2 separate regions of the Zea mays genome follow, and region 1 is linked to region 2. The links are chromatin contacts, called in public Hi-C maps. All regions are on one chromosome and are shown on one strand. The core of a region is the stretch at or near the end of the contact, and the rest is flanking DNA. Distances in the headings are between cores, read along the strand shown.

What was found. Hi-C and Micro-C count contacts between places; a contact is called where the count stands out from the background.
Region 1: a contact with region 2 is called in a Hi-C map of leaf mesophyll, with 4 times the contacts expected there. The contact joins the enhancer-like site here to the promoter of LOC100278084 in region 2. A contact is called at or near these places in 7 of 25 Hi-C or Micro-C datasets (bundle sheath, ear, endosperm and 3 more).

What each region holds. Positions count from the first base shown.
Region 1 is chr3:22,666,609-22,672,818 of Zm-B73-REFERENCE-NAM-5.0, forward strand. No RefSeq gene overlaps it. Among protein-coding and RNA genes, the nearest start is that of LOC100384137, 16 kb to the right of the region's middle. Within about 2 kb of position 3,078, at least 20 of the 20 cell types and tissues checked have an H3K27ac peak or open chromatin away from gene starts, as enhancers often do. A contact at or near this core is called in bundle sheath, ear, endosperm and 3 more, where this site is marked.
Region 2 is chr3:22,626,038-22,631,720 of Zm-B73-REFERENCE-NAM-5.0, forward strand. It overlaps LOC100278084, which reads right to left and starts at 3,026. Exons shown (of 1, transcript NM_001151477.2): 1 at 2,154-3,026. The coding sequence starts at 2,852. The coding sequence ends at 2,295. It overlaps LOC103649848 (a long non-coding RNA gene), which reads right to left and starts at 563. Exons shown (of 5, transcript XR_563746.4): 1 at 258-563; 2 at 1-181.

The DNA of each region.
Region 1 (6,210 bases), core at 1,828-4,327, 41 kb after region 2:
GATCTCATCTGCTAAATAGTAACCCTTGTCATAATTGTGTCCGTTAATTGTATAGTTAACTGTTGGGGCTTCCCCTTGAGCAAGTCTGTCAAAAAGATGGGATCTGTGCAAGACATTAATATCATTGAAAGACCCTGGTAGACCAAAGAATGCATGCCATATCCATAAATCGGTAGACCCCACAACCTCTAGTACAATTATTGGTTCTTTCACATGATCACAATACATGCCTTGATAAGCTGTAGGACAATTTTTCCACTTTCAGTGCATACAATCAACACTACCGATCATTCCAAGAAATCCACATTGTTCACCAATAACAAGCAACCTAGTTGTATTACTTTCATTTGGTGGTCTCAGATACTCTGGTCCAAAAACCTCACACACTGCCCTGACAAAATTTCGTAGGCTCTCGATAGCTGTGCTTTCTCCAATACGCAAATACTCGTCAACGTAATCTGTTGGAACACCATAAGCAAGCTGTCTAAAAGCTGCAGTCACCTTTTGAAGACAAGAAAACCCAATAGCACCGACAACATTTCTTTTCTAAGCAAAATAGTGATCGTGTTGTTTAACAGCTTCAGCTATCCGCATGAAAAGAGGACGACTCATCCGAAAGAGTCGTCGGAAATACTTCTCAGGTATGTTGGATGCTCAGCAAAGTAGTCATTGAATAATTTTAAATCATGTTCTCCTCTACTGCGATCATATACCTCATGTCCAAAAACTGAACCCCGACACTTTTTGCGCTCATCTTCACTCTTCCTCTTTCGATATCCACCCAACATGAAAACCATTATGTGGTCAAGGTCATCATCAATCTCGTCATCTTCTTGGTGCCTTTTTGATCTCCTACTTTCATACACCATCCTGCATCAAATTAGGAGGATGACAACATATATTGCTCAAAAAGGACAAAACCATTGAATGGGGATGTTGGGCCACCTCTGTTTTAATCATAAAAATTGATTGTAGCAGGATCCACGATCAACTACTGCTTGTCACTGTGTACCTAAAATAAAGGTAGCGATCCTAGCTGATGCTGAGCGGTGGCTCCTCCCAGGCGTCGACGCAAAGAATAGCCTGCGTCAAATGGCCTGTGGACTTGGAGAGAAACAAAGGGAATACGTACGGTGGAATATAGGTTAGTTGCAAACGCAATGCATTTTAGGCTCTAGGGTTGGAATAAACAATTGAATTTGGGCCCTAAACAAATAGAACATGTAGCTAAATTAAATAATAGGGCCCAACTATGGGGCTTATGGTTGGAGTTGCTCTAAGGAAGATGAATTATGCATCAATCTAAACTGTTGGTTTTTATGTTTTGTTAAGTTTGAGTGCAATTTGTTTGGTAGACTTAGTAAAAGTTATGAGTGTGGTATGAATTGTTTGGGTGGGTTTAGAAAAGTTAAAACTGGTGGATTATATAGTGGTATAGATTAGGCTATGGACCGAGTGTGAAGTCATCATATAGTCATTCAATAAAGGTTTCAAAACTTTTGAGCATCAAATGCTACTACTATCGATGAACGACCGCGAGTCGATGCTCAAATTCCAACAGAAAAGAAACGATAAAACAATATCCACACATATACAATGCAATACCTGAAATTATATCCATTGCTTCTCAAATTTGAGCCTGAACTAAGTTTGTTCACACGCTTATGTGTGATTGTCGTAGCTTGGTTAGACAAACCCGGTGTATAAAGAAAATTAATTGAACATGTGTATTTTACAATGCAATGCAATGAATAGGACAACACAAATTCATGTTCAAGTAAGGTCATTTATATCAAGAATGTTAAGCTTATTTCTCAACATGCAAAACTATGTTGTATCAAAGATTTTGTGAAGACATCTGTTAATTGATCTTTAGTCGACGAAATTCAACTAGGCGCTCTTAGGTAGTGTTTAGATGGAGGGACGGCGAAGGATGAAGAGGGATGGGATGATATCATTCTAACTTGACCCGCGTTTGGTTTAGAGGTCCAGAGTCAAGGTCAAGAAATATTCTTTAAAAATGGTGGATGATGTCATTCCTCAAAAAACAAGGGATAGAGTCAGCCCAGGGTTGATCATGTCCCATCCCTCGTTGACACCGAACCAAACACTACCTTAAATTGTCGTTGGTGCTCATTTGCCATGTTTGTCCCCCCTTGCCGTCGTTCCCCGTGTTTGTGCTAGAAGCAACTTTAAATTTGGCGGGTTGGTTCCACGACCGTCGAGCAACTAAATTGACCTTAAACCGAACCACAATTAGTTAATTCGAGCACGGATTAGGTCTAACTCCCGTAGTCCCGTTGCCAGTGCGAGTCGCTCGAACCACAATCAAAGGTGCCTCCACTCAAGCTAACAACACATCAATCGTATTGACGGCTACCAAGAACTAGAACAACACCATAAGAACATACACAACTCTATTAGGGCTTGTTCGGTTATTTTTAATCTATATGGATTGGAGGGGATTGATACGAATTGAGAGATATTGACTTAGAGCTTGTTCGGTTAATTCTATCGCATGTGGATTGGATGGGATTAGAAAAAAATATATGAAAGATTTTGACTTGTTCGGGATTGAAACCTACTCAATCCCACCCAAACCACATAGATTGAGAGCAAAACGAACAAGCCCTTAACTAGGGATTGAAACCCCCTCAGGGCCCGTTCGTTTCTACAGGAATGTACCAAAAATTGTTTTTATTGATCAAAACTTATACAAATTAGAGAAGCAATCTGGATAGGAACAATTCCGGACTTCCATTCCGTGTGAACCGAACGGGCCCTCAATCTCTTTCAATCCACATGGATTAAAGTAAAACCGAAAAGGGGTACCTAAAGGTTAAGTGAAAAAAGCTCGAGACACGCACGTCCCACCAGGAAAGAGTGAGGAAGTCCGTGCAAACCAAACTGGAGTATTTTGCTACCTGGTCTCATGCAAAATCCCGGGTGTGCCGCGCTGTGGATTGTTTATTACCTGGAGAGAAGAGGCCCGACGACGCACGCATCGGCGTGGTCACTTGTTCATGTGCGTACGCCGCGCGGCGCCGCGGTCGCTTTCCGCGTACGAGTACGACGCCTCCGCGATCCATGCTTACTAGTCTAGTCGACGGCTGGCCGGGGAATCGTGGCTCGGAACGAGGCATGCATGCACCCGGCCGGCCGGCCGCTGGGTAGCACGCAACGCAAGAAGCCAACCATACATGCCCCGTACGTCTCTTCTAGTACCTGTACCTGGCTCTGGCTGGAACTCTCCCTCGCCGACCCACATGTCGCGCACGTAGCACTGTTCCAATACGCGAGACACGGACGCGGGATTTTGCTTTCGGATATATATATATATATATATATATATATATATATATATATATATATATATATATATATATATATATATATATATATATATATATATATATATATATATATATATATATATATAGGCTTACAGCAACCATGTTCGTTTGGGTTGAAAATATAGTTCTTTCACGTCCACTTTTTTCTATCCACATTCATATAAATGATAATAAATATAGACATACATATAAACTATATTTATATGTTACTTAACGAATGTATATTATCCGAATTATATTTTGTGACTGAGGTGTAGTAGTTTCGGAGTAGTTTCGGGTGGATGGTAGAGCTCAAAGTTGAGTCGGCCAGTCAGAAATTGTCATGTTTTGGGTTAGCGCACGGCACAAAATAATTTTAGGTTAGGCTCAGACGTGTCTAAATACTTAGATATGGCACAGTCCAAAAGCACAGTAATAAGTCGTTGGTTTTTAGCTCCTAAGTTTGTTGGTTTTTAGCTTCTAAGTTTGTCGTGTCGTACCGCTTGTCGTGTCTAAATTTGAGGCACGATCATCCATGTCAATTGTCAAGCCTTTTTTTTGTGTGTCGATCGTGTTTTTAGCTCCTATTTTTAAATCGCGTCTGTACAGTCCCAAATAGCTTGGTCTAAACTTTGAGTTCCAGATTATTGTTGCAAGAAAGAGATGGATGGCTCCGCAGACTAGTGATGCACATGCACGCTCTGCAATGCGTGCGTTTCCCATCTTCAGCGCCTTGAGGACAAATCATACCGCATACGTGCGCGTCACTCATTTTCTGTCGTGTGGTCGTGAAAGGGCTTCTCACACTTCCCAGGTTCGCACGCCGGTTCGGCATGCCTCATGCCTGCCCCGCGTAATGCAAAGATAAGAGATGCTGTGGCCGTCTGCTACTCTGATATCGGCCGTTCTGATCTGTGACCGACACCGACGAGGAAGAAGAGCACAGCAGCCAGCGTCCTCTACGGGCTACAGCCAGTTTCTTGGCACGCTTGTTACGTCCACACAATCCCTATCCGGCGTGGGTTTCTGGCCGCTGCGCTGTCGCGTTTCCGGCAACGGGATTCTTGCCGGAAATACAGCAATGAATAGGGAATGATTCGAGCCGGCTGATAAGAACTAGATAGCAGCATGGCGTTGTACCGAGCAATGTGTCGCTAGAACCCTGAAGAGACGAAGTAAAACTGGGGAAAAAAACCGTAGTTCACAGCTGATTACAGTGATGGACATTTCGTGACATGTGCATGTGTAGGACCGGTAACGTGACCATAGGGTTGTATGAGAGCCAATCAGATTTTGCTTCTAAACACTGAAAATGAACTCTTCACTTCAATTGAGATGAAGCAGTTGTCCAAACCATGAACACATCAGCGAACGAGTGATCTCATGATTACAAAATGTTTCTAATACTCGCATAAAACCAGCAAAACAAACGGATCACAAATCAGACACCAAAAAGTCCAAAACGGTCCAATACAGTATCGTCAACAATTGTTGTTTTCAGCACTATGAAAATTTTGTTCTTGAATTTAAAACTGAACCAAACGAACTCCGATTGAGATGAAATTTTACACACACTTAAGCAAATATGTTTCCAAGATCTCCCCAAATTTTGAGCTCAATCGGACTTGTGAATCACCCACATATTTTAAAATATAGCCAGAAATTAGGGCTTTGTTAGAGTTTTCTAGAACGAGTTCAAATTGAGTTTTTCTCAAATCGCAATCAAAATCTGCAACAACTAGGTGTATGCAGTGGTCCGAAGAGTGCAACTCACCACCAATCAATCTCCAAACCAAATCATCCCAAAGTAATCAAAGATTTTTCACCAACAACACAAGATCGGGAAAAGGATAAACCAAGAGTAACCATGATCTATTTGCACTTTGAGTTAGGCCACCATGATCTCTGTTTAGAGATAACCAAACTCTTGATCTCCGATAGGATTTTTAGGTGATGTCAATCATCAAGAGTAACAAACACAAACTCTCACTTAACCTAACCAAGGAACATTGGATGTACACTTGCTTCTCTCAATGCACTAATGAGGTACTAATCTCATGATTATCAAATCACAATCACCTCACTAGTAAAGTCTCTATCTTTTAGTTTGAATGATTTATTCAGCTAAATAAATGTGCAAGAGTCCTCAAAATGGGCAAGATGGAGGGATAATATAACTGAGAGCACCTAGAGGGGGGGGTGAATAGGTGATCCTGTAAAAACTTCAAACTTAAGCCACAAAAACTTGTTAAGTGTTAGCACGATTATTGCCAAGTGGCTAAGGTGAAGTCTCAACAATCTCAACAAAACACAGTACCACAAGAGAATCAAGCACAGAGTGACACAGTGGTTTTATCCCGTGGTTCGGCCAAGACCAACGCTTGCCTACTCCACGTTGTGGCGTCCCAACGGACGAGGGTTGCAATCAACCCCTCTCAAGCGGTCCAAAGACCCACTTGAATACCACGGTGTTTTGTTTTCCTTTCACTATCCCGTTTGCAAGGAATCTCCACAAATTGGAGTCTCTTGCCCTTACAAGTATATGATCACAAATGAAACACAGAGTAAGGGAGGGAAGCAACACACACAAATCCACAGCAAAAGCGCACACACACGGCCAGGAATCGAGCTCACAAGACTATCTCAGAGTTCTCACTTAGAACAGAGCTCGAATCACTTAGAAACACAAACGAATGCGCAGAGACTTAGTGTGGATGATCAAGAATGCTCAAAGGTTGCTTGTGTGTCTCCTCCCTGCGCCTAGGGGCTCCTTTTATAGCCCCAAGGCAGCTAGGAGCCGTTGAGAGCAAATCCGGAAGGCCATCCTTGCCTTCTGTCGTCGGGGGCACCGGACAGTCCGGTGCACACCGGACACTGT
Region 2 (5,683 bases), core at 1,776-4,275:
TGATCTGCTTGTACTTGGGCACATCGGAGAGCAACTTGTCATAGGTGGCCTGGTCGAAGAGCACAACGTTGTTGACCTTCTCCTTTTGCTTACCCTTGCTCCACTTCTTCTTTTGCTGCTTCCCGCCTCCGGACTTGGCTGGCTTGGACGACGGCGGCGGGGCCTTATCCTTCTTCGGGGCCTAAGAGAACAACAAAAACGGTCAGCAACAGACGGTTAGGCCGCAGGTGCGTGGAGAGGAGAGGCGGCAGATGCACCATGGCAGAGGTGGTGGCGTAGGCGTGAGGCGAGCGACGAAGAGGAAGGGGCGGCGGCGGAAGTTGATGCGCGTCGGGGCGAGCAGCAGGTATATGAGTTGGAGGCTAGGGTTTTGAGCTGGTGTTACTCTCCACCGTCTGATACGATCGAAGGTCTGCGATGCCTTTTCGGTGATGTAGCAGGCGCTACGCATACATCCAGAGCAATGTAGAGAGGAGGAAAGCGAAGGAAGATGAAACATATCTGGGAGAGAAAGTGAGATGAGGTGGAAGGAGAAGTATCCCGAAGGGCAGCAGAATTCTCTCGACACTCTTCTGGATAGAGTAGACGGTTGCTTTTTATTTCCTTTTTTAATCCGCCAATACTACTGTTGCATCGGTGCATAGGAAGTGTCGATTAGAAATCGAACGGTTCACATTTTTCTGATGACGTGGACGTCCTGGTTGGCCTCGTTTCGAACCGCGTTTGTAATATAGGAAATTTGATTCTTTATTCTTAATTATATAGTGTTCTGGTTTTTCTGCATAAATAGATATTTTTAACAACACATAAAATTATGTATAGGTATGCAGTAAAACACTTTATTATCTAGAATGAGTGTGGAGTAATTGTTTCATAGATGATAGATGAAACATAAAACTGGTATTAGAGCACCTCCAAGAGATACTCTTTATTTTTTAATCTATATTTGAATATCTATTTATCTTTTTATAAAGACTACACTTTTTATATAGCATTTAACTCCAACATACTATCTATCTATTTTGGCTAGTTAGGTGACTAGTCAAGTTTGGTTAGTGAGAGAGCTAATTTGAAAGTCAGATAGCTAGTCTGTTGGAGATTTATTTTGATGTTGATTTACCAAAATTTGGCTTGACGAGTCATTTAGCTAGCCTTAGCTAGCCTCTTGCAGATGATCTTGGTGCCAAGACCATACTCAGTCTTTAAAATACTTCCCTGACATCATGAAATGAACTATAGCTTGGTAAAAGTCTTCCCAATAAACTGACGATAAGAAAATGAGGAAACGTCAGGTTCAGTTAAGACTTAGGAGTAGGGACACGGGCACACGGCAGTGCTCCACGCCACAGCTGTTCCCGGACAACGTTTCCTGTGTGCGCAGCGACTACCTCACAACAACGGCGAACGGCTAGTCCTGCGAGCCGGTGGCTCACGGTCTTTTCCCTGTTAGGGCATGTACAGTGGAGAGACACCAAAACGGTTCTCCAAGCACAGGAGACAACTAAGAGACTATATTGTACAATGGAGTGTCTATAAACGTAGTTTATTAATAAATACAGAATTAAATGTATTTATATAGCATCAGATCGATAGAACAGACGACAAATTTGTATAGTGGGAAGTGAGGCGTCTGTTGTTACTTGGTTTACGAGCCAGAGGCGTCTCTTCACGGAGAGACGGCTCTAAGATTTTTTTGCAAATAACCCCCTAAAACACCTTAAGAGCTCCCACATTAAATACCACTGTACATGCCCTTAACTTAATCTCGTTCCCAGGCAAATGTAAAACAGTTTCCTGCTCATGGTCAACCGTAGCAGCCAGAATTATTCTTCCCCGTCTAAAAGGTTGCGAAAATTCGCGGACTCTTCCAATTCCAATTTGGAGTGCTGGATCCTTGCAAGTATTTTTTCCAGATAACAATTCATGAAAACATTATTTTTTTCCTCTCAGTATAATCGCCCACCTCCATCTGTTTTTTGAAAACTTGTCGGCATCTGTCTTTTGCTTCACTGTTTATTATTTTTATTTTAATAGCTTTATGTATGTACTCGCTTCCTCTTATTTTCTTTTTCTATTAAGCGAGAGGTAGATTCCGAGGGCAAACAAAAAAAAGGGAGGCCATTTCCAGAACCTTCCGCCTATCTGAAATCTTATCTTCCCAAGTTTTGCACGGCTCTGTTTTAACCCTCCTAAGAAACTTTACATTCAGGTTAGCCAAAAGGTAAAAATAAAAACGAGAAAAAAAGATAGGGGCTAATCCCCTGGGTGCGGCCGCACGCACGGGGGACGCGTCATCAGACGGCGGGCATGGACTCGTGGCGCAGCGCCGCGAGATCCGACGGCGCGCACGCGTCGTCGCCGAACGCGAACAGGCCGGCGCCGAAGACGTCGTCGTCCCACGCGGCGGCGGCGGCGGCCGCGGCGGCAGCCTCGGGCGAGTAGCCACCGAAGCCTCCGTCGATCTCGTCGTCGAAGCCCCAGATCTGGCCGTAGAGCGCGGCGGCGGGCTCCGGCGGGCCGGCGAGGCCGGCCTCCTCCGAAGAGGCGGCGGCGGCGGATCCCGCCGGCGGCAGCCCCAGCTCGTCGTCCGAGGCCTCGAGCAGGAACCCCAGCTCCGGCTGCTGCGACGGCGCCGCCTCCGCGGCCTCGTCGAAGCTGGCTATCTCCTCCTCCAGGCTCCGCATGACGGACGCCAGGTCGCCGGCGGCCGCCGCTTCGGTGTCGTCGTCGAGCATGTCGAGCAGGTCCTGCGGCCGCAGCCTCTTGGCGTCGGCCTCCGGCCACACGGCCTCTCCGGCGGCGGCGGCGAGGTCGACCGCCTCCCGCGCCCGCTTGTGAGAAGAGGTCTCCATGGAATAAGTTGGAGGAAAGGAAGCGACTCTCTCTCTTTTCTTTCTTTTCTTGCTCCTCCTTCCTCTCGCTGTGTATAGTACACGACGTAGCAAGCAAGCCAAGGCAGGCAGCTAGCTAGGCCAGGCGAGACGAGCGCGTTAACGCGAGGGCAAAGACGGAAGAGTACAAAAAGCGAGGTGTTGTGCGCAGCGTCGCCGAGTTCGGGGCCACCTTATATAGCGTTGCACGCGGTGGGCGGCTCTGCGGACGACGTTTCTCGCAGGGGGGTTTCCGGAAAAAAGTTTGCTCGGGCGGTTTTGGTTTGGTCGCCAGTGCGGTGGTGCATCGAGGTCTATAGTTATCAGCTCAGGTACCTCCCGGAGCTGGCGGGCGGGCGGTGTAGTTTGAGAGTTTCGTCGGGTGCCAGAGGTATTGTCCACACGCTCCCGTGGCGGCCCGTTGATGCGAATAACCAGAGCAGGCACCATACCATGGACGACCGCTCGAGTAGTCGAGTCTCGTGTTCCAGGCTTCCAGCCAGCACTCTCGCCCCGCTGGCGTCAGACCTCAGAAGTGCATTTTTGTTCGGTTGCCTATTTTCTCTCGCCTGCTTTTGTGCCTTTGCTGGTAGGTGACGGCAGTGCTTGTTGAGTATAATTCTTCAAACCTGAACGTGTGGCTGCGTATAGATTCAATTGAATACAGACCGGCCCAAGTTGCAGTTATATTTCCGTTACCTATGAGTGATTTCTGATATTTTGAAACCTTGTAAGGCCTTGTTCGTTTCTATCGGATTGGTGGGTCGGAACGATTCCTGACCGGATTGGTTCTCTAATTTATATAAACTTTGATTAGCTGGAATTATTCCGGGTGCAATCCGATGGAAACGAACAAGGCCTAAATGAATTTAAAAAATGGCATGGACGGGGATGTGTGCGTGTCTGGCTGCCTGCCTGCGTGAGGCTTGCCATCCCATCTGGAAGTGCGTGGGCGTGGCCGCGTCTCCGTCCGCGCGCGCCTGCCTGCCTGCTTTTATTTGTCCACGCCCTGGACTGGATGGGTGGATTGGGGCGTGTGTGGTGGTTGAACGGCGACGGCCTGCAGCGGTCCAGTCAGTCTCCCCCCTTCGATATTTCTGGCACTGCTTTTTTTTAAAACCTTTGAAAAGCCACCTGTGTGTCTGGCTGGCTGTACTGGTCAGTGGCGATCTTTATCCCGGGCGGCGGGTCTCTTTTTAGTCAGGCCGACGAGTTGGACCCAGCTATATTTTTTAAAAAAAAGGTTTATTCTCTCCCATCTGGAAAAAGATTTCGAGGGCGTGCCTGCTCGGTGCGGACAATAATAACTGGGTGAAAAGATGTTGGTTCTGAACCTCACAGAATTTCATTATTAATTTCATTTTCTTTTTTTTGTCGCCGCATGCACTGCTACGCATATAGCACTACTCAATAACAAAATTTATAAACTAAAGAATTATATAGCTACTACTAAGGGGAAAAGTGCATATCGGTTCCATTCCTGTAAATTCTGCATTTGGGAAGGGCTGTGCCTTGAGATTCGACGCGCGCCGTACGCAATGAATGACCGCAGTTCCGGGGACCGGGAGCCAAGCCAACCCGACCCGGTCGACCCGAATGTACGGTGCGCCCAACCACCCTTTTTATTTATTTAGGGACAAAGGCCACGCTCCGAAGCAAAGCAGGCACACCAAGCATGTGACCCAACCGTCCCGAGCATCTGCGAGGCCCGGCTTCTCCCGGGGTGCGCGGCGCAAAACGGGGTGGGCCACACGAATTGACCCGGCTAGGGGCACTTTTGCGAATACATCTAAGTAACCGGGAGAGGCGCGGGATAACGAATCGTGGCGGGGGGGTCTTTACGCAAAAGGCGCGGGAGCGTCGAGATCGGGATTCTGGGGCCAACAGTCACGGGCGCGTTGCCTTTTTTTTCTCTCTCCATTTCCCACCCCAGTTTCCTGATTTAAATTCGATTCCTGGGTTCCGCTATCAGCTGCGGTTCAAGTCCGGCGCCTGCGCGATTCGCGTCCGCGACCGGAGCCGACAGCGATTTGCCTTTTGCTCGGCTTGAGCCGGCGAACCGTCAGCGGCTCGCCTTCGGATCTGGGTAGCCCGCTCTCGGTGTGTGTTTGCGTTGGGGCTACTGTACTTGCTTGGCCCCGGTCCACGTTTAGCCAATTAGCCGGCAGTAGTTTCATATTGTTCCGGTTTTACCGTTGCTGCGTTGGGGTTCCTGTGTTCCACTTACCAAGGCGGGGAACTTGACCTTTCAACGGCGGGGCTAAAGACGCGGTATAATACAAGCAACACCATTTGTTTTCAATTAATTAACTGGCTAAACTAATAAATCTAACGAGTTAATAAAATAAGCAGAAACTTTATTTACTTTCATCTTCAATAGTTTACTATATTAGCTTTATAAACGATATTTTTATTAAAAATCATCGATTTTGTCTACCAAATCTATTTTGTTTAATAAATCAAATCTTAGCATATAGTGGTGCTGACGCTACGATCTCGATGAGGGAGGAGAGGAGTCGACGTCGACGTGAGTGAGGAGGCTCGGGTGCTGGGTCGCGGGAAAGGGAGAGAGGGATGGATGAGTGATCATCTAAATAATATTATCCATTGGATTTGAGTGAATAAGAGCAACTCTAATAGAGGCCCTAAACTCGTGGACAATTTAAAATATACGGCCCGAACAAGAAAAAAGAGGTCCAACAGGAACCCTATTTTAATGACATTCATAAAAAAAATTAGGGACCAATATCACAAGCAGTATATTTGAGACCCACGTAGGAGCGCCCCAATACTGTTCCCGCTTATCTCAACTC